2 separate regions of the Mus musculus genome follow, and region 2 is linked to region 1. The links are chromatin contacts, called in public Hi-C maps. All regions are on one chromosome and are shown on one strand. The core of a region is the stretch at or near the end of the contact, and the rest is flanking DNA. Distances in the headings are between cores, read along the strand shown. Region 1 overlaps Limch1 (LIM and calponin homology domains 1). Region 2 has its middle 69 kb from the start of C330024D21Rik.

What was found. Hi-C and Micro-C count contacts between places; a contact is called where the count stands out from the background.
Region 2: a contact with region 1 is called in a Hi-C map of the N1E-115 cell line, with 10 times the contacts expected there. The contact joins two enhancer-like sites. A contact is called at or near these places in 7 of 484 Hi-C or Micro-C datasets (the Ba/F3 cell line, the N1E-115 cell line, adipose-derived mesenchymal stem cells and 1 more) and 1 of 9 other capture datasets (embryonic stem cells).

The regions. Positions count from the first base shown.
Region 1 is chr5:67,035,335-67,038,034 of GRCm38.p6, reverse strand. All of the region lies in intron 23 of Limch1 (LIM and calponin homology domains 1), which reads right to left. Among named protein-coding and RNA genes, the nearest start is that of Gm33040, 37 kb to the right of the region's middle. Within about 2 kb of position 1,379, at least 4 of the 459 cell types and tissues checked have an H3K27ac peak or open chromatin away from gene starts, as enhancers often do. A contact at or near this core is called in the N1E-115 cell line, where this site is marked.
Region 2 is chr5:67,531,907-67,534,608 of GRCm38.p6, reverse strand. No RefSeq gene overlaps it. Among named protein-coding and RNA genes, the nearest start is that of C330024D21Rik, 69 kb to the right of the region's middle. Within about 2 kb of position 1,423, at least 41 of the 459 cell types and tissues checked have an H3K27ac peak or open chromatin away from gene starts, as enhancers often do. A contact at or near this core is called in the N1E-115 cell line, where this site is marked.

The DNA of each region.
Region 1 (2,700 bases), core at 130-2,629:
ATTGATGACTTACAGTCGGCAGCCCAATTCCCAACAATTGTTCAGTCGCAGCTGTGAATGGAAGTCCAAGGATCTAGCAGTTACTCAGTCTCACGCAGCAAGCAGGCGAAGGAGCAAGGGCTCGAGCTAGACTCCCTTCTTCCAATGTCCTTATATTGTCTCCAGCAAAAGGTGTAGCCCAGATTAAAGGTGTGTTCCACCACACCTTTAATCCCAGATGAAAGGCATAGCCAGATTAAAGGTGTGTTCCTTAACTCGGAGATTCAATCTTCTGGAATCCATAGCCACTATGGCTCAAGATCTTCAAACCAAGATCCAGATAAGGATCTCCAAGCCTCCAGATAAGGGTCACTGGTGAGCCTTCCAATTCCGGATTGTAGTTCATTCCAAATATTGTCAAGTTGACAACCAGGAATAGCCACTACACCAAGGTTCTGAGGTAGCTTCAGCAATGTCTTAGTGAGGGTTTCTATTGCTGCATGGCATGATGACACTCCATGTCCCAAAAGCAAACTGGGGAGGGAAGGGTTTATTTGGCTGACACTTCCAGATCATAGTCCATCATTGGAGAGAGTCAGGACAGGTACCTAAGCAGGGCAGGAACCTGGAGGCAGGACCTGATGCAGAGGCCATGGGGGGGATGCTGCTCACTGGCTGGCTCCTCATGGCTTACTCAGGCTGCTTTCTTACAGGACTGCCAGCCCAGGATGGCACCACCCACAATGTGCTGGGTCCTTCCTCATTAATTGAGAAAAGGCCTTATAGCTGGATCTCATGGAGGCATTTCCTTACCTGAGGCTCCTTTCTCTTTAGCTTGTGTCAAGTTGACACACAAAACCAGCTAGTACAAGCAGTTCCCATGAAAGGTGCATTGGCCTGCTATGGCCTTTCATTTTTACAAAGAGTCCACTATGATATAGGAGAGGAGGCTGCCTTGTGGAGGCTTCAGGGATACGGTTCCTGCTCTGCCCTGAGTTCATGGGGAACACTGCAGAATGCTCTGTTTAGGTCTCCCTTCTACCTACAAAAGGAGAGGGCTGGCCATACCCCTATTGTGTGCTCCAGAATAGACACTGAGCCTGCAAAGATAGATACTTCTTTTCTATCTGTATTGCCAACTCCTGGGACTGAACCCACCTCCTTCCACCACCTACAGCCCTGGACACTGTCCACCTGCCACTACAGGTGCCACTGCAGGGCTGTCCTCTCTTAGAAGCTTTGCAGCTTCTGTAAGATCAGCTCCCCATGGTGCCCACAGCTGCAAAGCTCTAGAAGTTTACAAGCATGTGTCCGTCTGCAAGCTACAGGAGAACAAAGCTGACAGAGGAAACAGAAGGGCAGACATCCAGAGGAGGAAGAGCTGTCCTCATCAAACCTTAGAGATGATGTCACACTCTAGCCATGAAAAGAAATCTATCAATGAAAACCACTAAGTCCCCAGTCATCTGTGCCTGTGACAGATGGACACTTGGGCAGCTTTTAAAGATATAGTGGGGACCGACTAATGTCCAGGGCTATGGTGAGTGATCCAGGGAGAGCTTGAAGCAGAGAACGGGAGTTTTGTTTCCCAGCCTCACCCTGGTTCTCTGGAGGAGCCAGCAGCCCATTGCCCTATAAGGGTTGGGAGTCTTGGAGGCAGAGGCACTGCAGCAGGAGCCCGGCAGCTGTCTGGTGCACTTTATTATTAGATTAGAGGTTCCACACAATGTCATTAAGACCTAATGGCCATAGCCAGCACCACACATCTGACTTTTTCTACCCCGGGCTGATGAATCTGCAGGCAGAGAAATGTTCTCTTAACTCTTCCCTCTGTGTGTGTGGGGAAGGGGTGTGGGCCAGCGTCAATCGACAAGCACTGATATGGCCAAAATTACGCCCATTGAGTGCAGGACTACAAAACAGCCTCAGAGAGGCCTGCTGACCTCGTGTACCTGTTTGGAGACTGGCCGGGAGGGGTGGGAGGGCATGGGGACAGGGGCCCAGCCCGGAAGTTCTCTCGAGGGTTTTTCCTGTAACACGGTAAAGGAACCCACAGTTACGGAAAGTCAACAGAAGCCACGGTAAAAAAGACATTTTAGCTTAAAACAAAAACAGAAACAGAAACAACAAAAAGGCCACAAAGGATTCCCCTGCTGACATCTTTGCTCAATTGAGACAAGGTCTCACTATGGCGCCCAGGTTGGTCTCAAACTTAGTGTTCCTCCTGGCTCAGCCCCTCAAGGGTGGGGTTATGAACACATGCTACCGTGGTTGGTTGTTATTTATTTTCGCTTTGGAGCAAAACTAGTAATTGTGTCTAGAAGGAATGCACACGTGCGTAAATGAAAACCACACAGGCCCTGCTGCTTAGGCAGGAGAATTCCGGTGGCTTCGTCTTCACTGCGTGTTATTTACACCATTGGCAGAGCTGCTTTTGCATACTGAGTTTTATGTGAAAACCACAGGTCTAGTGGGACAGAAAGATGACTAAAGATCCAGGGCAAACTCTTAAGGGCAGCTCAGAAGTTCAGGGGAGATTTTTTTTTTTAAAGTCAGTTTATGGTAAAGATCTCAAAAAATAATCACACAGATAGATTCACATGGCTACTCGAGCTAACAGGGCCAATCTTAGAGGAAGTCACAGTCCCTGCCGTAGAGGCCTGCAATGAATACCTTTGAGACTGTTTAACTCTCATCAGGCCGTAAGAAATCAGAAGGGCC
Region 2 (2,702 bases), core at 174-2,673, 500 kb before region 1:
GTCACTGTCTGCTTCCTTCTGCAACCTTTCTGAGAGGAAAAACGTCTATTCCGAAGCACTTTTGGGGTGTTGTTGGGTCAGATCCCTAAACGGTCTTTAGGTCAACAACTGACCTAAACTGAGGGTCAACAACTAATCATTTTCATTCATACAATACAACGACGTTACTGGGCAGAGCCAGACCGTGGCCGATGGTGATTCCACAAAGTAAGTAGAAGTCACAGGCAACATCAGAATCACCGTGAGAGAAGGCTACTGGACATTGCCCAGAAAGCAGAAGGACCTGGAGAGAAAAGAAACAGCTGCAGAAAGAGAAACAAAACCCCCCAAAGAACCAATTTCCTAGGGAGTCAGACTGCTGAGTAGCTCCGCCTGCAGGTCTCTGCAGTCATTGCTTCTCTTCGTAACTGATTTTCAGATTACTATATATTCTCCTTTACCAGTGATTGAGATGTTGAGAAAAGATGATAGGTAGATGATAGATAGATAGATAGATAGATAGATAGATAGATAGATAGATAGATAGATGATAGATAGATAGATAGATAGATAGATAGATAGATAGATAGATAGATCTATCATTCAATCACTTTGCCTACACAGGAGACCTCTAGAAAAATAAAGTCATTCTAGATAGATAGATAGATAGATAGATAGATAGATAGATAGATAGATAGATAGATAGATGATAGATAGACAGACGGACAGAGGTCAAGGCCCTTTGCTTTACCAAAATCGTCGGAGCCTCTCGGAAGCATCCTTTGTAAGCTCTAGGTGTAGAACTCAAACCAAGTAAACTGCTCTTTGAAATCCCAATAAAGCTCACTGCGTTCTCTTGCAGTAAACACCCAACCCACCTTATTATAAATGGCTTCCAAAATGATACTAAGGTCCACCACCGACAGTATGAAGCTGAACTTTTTGCTTACACGTGAGGCAGGGCGCCACCATATAAAGACTCAGTATGCTTCAGGAGCAGGTCAGGAATGAATACGAATACAACGTATACTGATCGCATCCATCTCTACTCTTCCCACGCCAACTTCTCCCGTACCCTCCTCTCTCTCTCCGGCTTCTTCCATACCCCACCCCACCCCCAGCTCTCTTCAAACTTTGTAGCTGAGGTACGTTTTAAAAGGATCACTCTGATTATTGGAAAGTGATTGGGCAGGGCCATGACTTAGAGGCAGAGGACAAAGTTACACCACTCCCGATGCTGAAATCTATTCACTTTTGCATTCTTCTCGATCCAGCAAATGCAAATTCATGGTTCCAGAACCTAAGGCCTGAACACCTCTCAACTCACCCAGACCCCATATTCTTTACAAACCACCCTTGCAGGCCAACAGACATATCCCTCTCTCTGACCTCAGGCCGGGAGTTGGGGGTTGAGCCCGGCACCGTGTCAACTGGGGAGACCCAGAAGCAGAGCAGATCTTGGGAAACAAAATGCTAATCCACCCAGCCACCCAAGCTGTGACTGACTCCCCTGTACACTGAGCTGATCCAAGTAAAACACAGGCCTTTCAAAACAGCAAGGAATGCTCGCCTGGAGTGTGCGCTAACGAGTCCAAAGCCAATTATGTCTCATCTGATCTAACCAAAGCTGATTTCCTCCGGTGGCCCAGCGAGAGGTCAAATGGCCATTCCTGAGGGTTTCCACGGAGCTAAGCCAGAACACGGAGTTCCTGGAGTGTCCCTCGGGCCCACAGACCAACTGCGGAAGAGCTAAGCAGTCGAAGTTTTTAATTTCCCTCCCTCTCTTGATAATTATAAATACAACACTGCAAATTCCCTAAGAGGTAAGTGAGGGTTCACTGCTCACTCGCAAAGGAAACGAAAGGAAATCTTCCATATTTCTCTTTACCACATGTGCCAGATTTTCATTGAAGCCAATCCGGAAGTGGGGGGACAAAACAACAACAAATAGATATTATTTGCTAGCGGGGGGGGGGGGGGAGCATGCGTCCACATTCATGCTGCTCTGTCGGCTGAGGTTTGCACCTCTGCAGTCTCCACTTGTTCCGGAGAACTGCAGGGTATCATGCAGTCTGAGGCCGCCCTCTAGCGGAAGTTTGCCTGTATTGCGCCTGCGTACAGATGAGCTGGGCTTCTCAGAATACCTGGCAAAGCTTTGAATCATTTCCAGTTCCCTTTTATTGCATGTGGCTTATAATTCAGATCGAAAGCCAGATATGCTGCTAAAACGAAGATAATGTCAGGCTGAGGATTAGTGAGCATTAGCCGTTGAGAAAATGCTTGGAAGTTGGCCAGGAAAAGGCCTCTGGTCCATAATGGTAAGATGGGTAAGATTTTTTTTTTTTCTGGGAAGATGAATATATGGCCTCATTACCCTTACCCTGAAGTTGTCTGACCACAGCCAAAGGTCAGTCTATTCTTCTCAGGGCTACAGCAATTTAGACCCCTCTCCCCATCCTCAGGGGTCCGAAGAAGGAGGAGGAGGAGGAGGAGGAGGAGGAGGAGGAGGAGGAGGAGGAGACTGGTGGTTTTCCTGCATGCATGAGGGTGTCAGATGCCCTGGAGCAGGAGTTACAGACAATTGTGAACTGCCATGTGGGCGCCGGGAATTGAGCCTGGGTCAGTGCTCCTAACCACTGAGCCATCTCTTCAGCCCAAGTCCTGTGTTTTAAGTAAAGGGTGAGAAAAAAATATATATATGTTTTTTTTACATCATTCGTTTG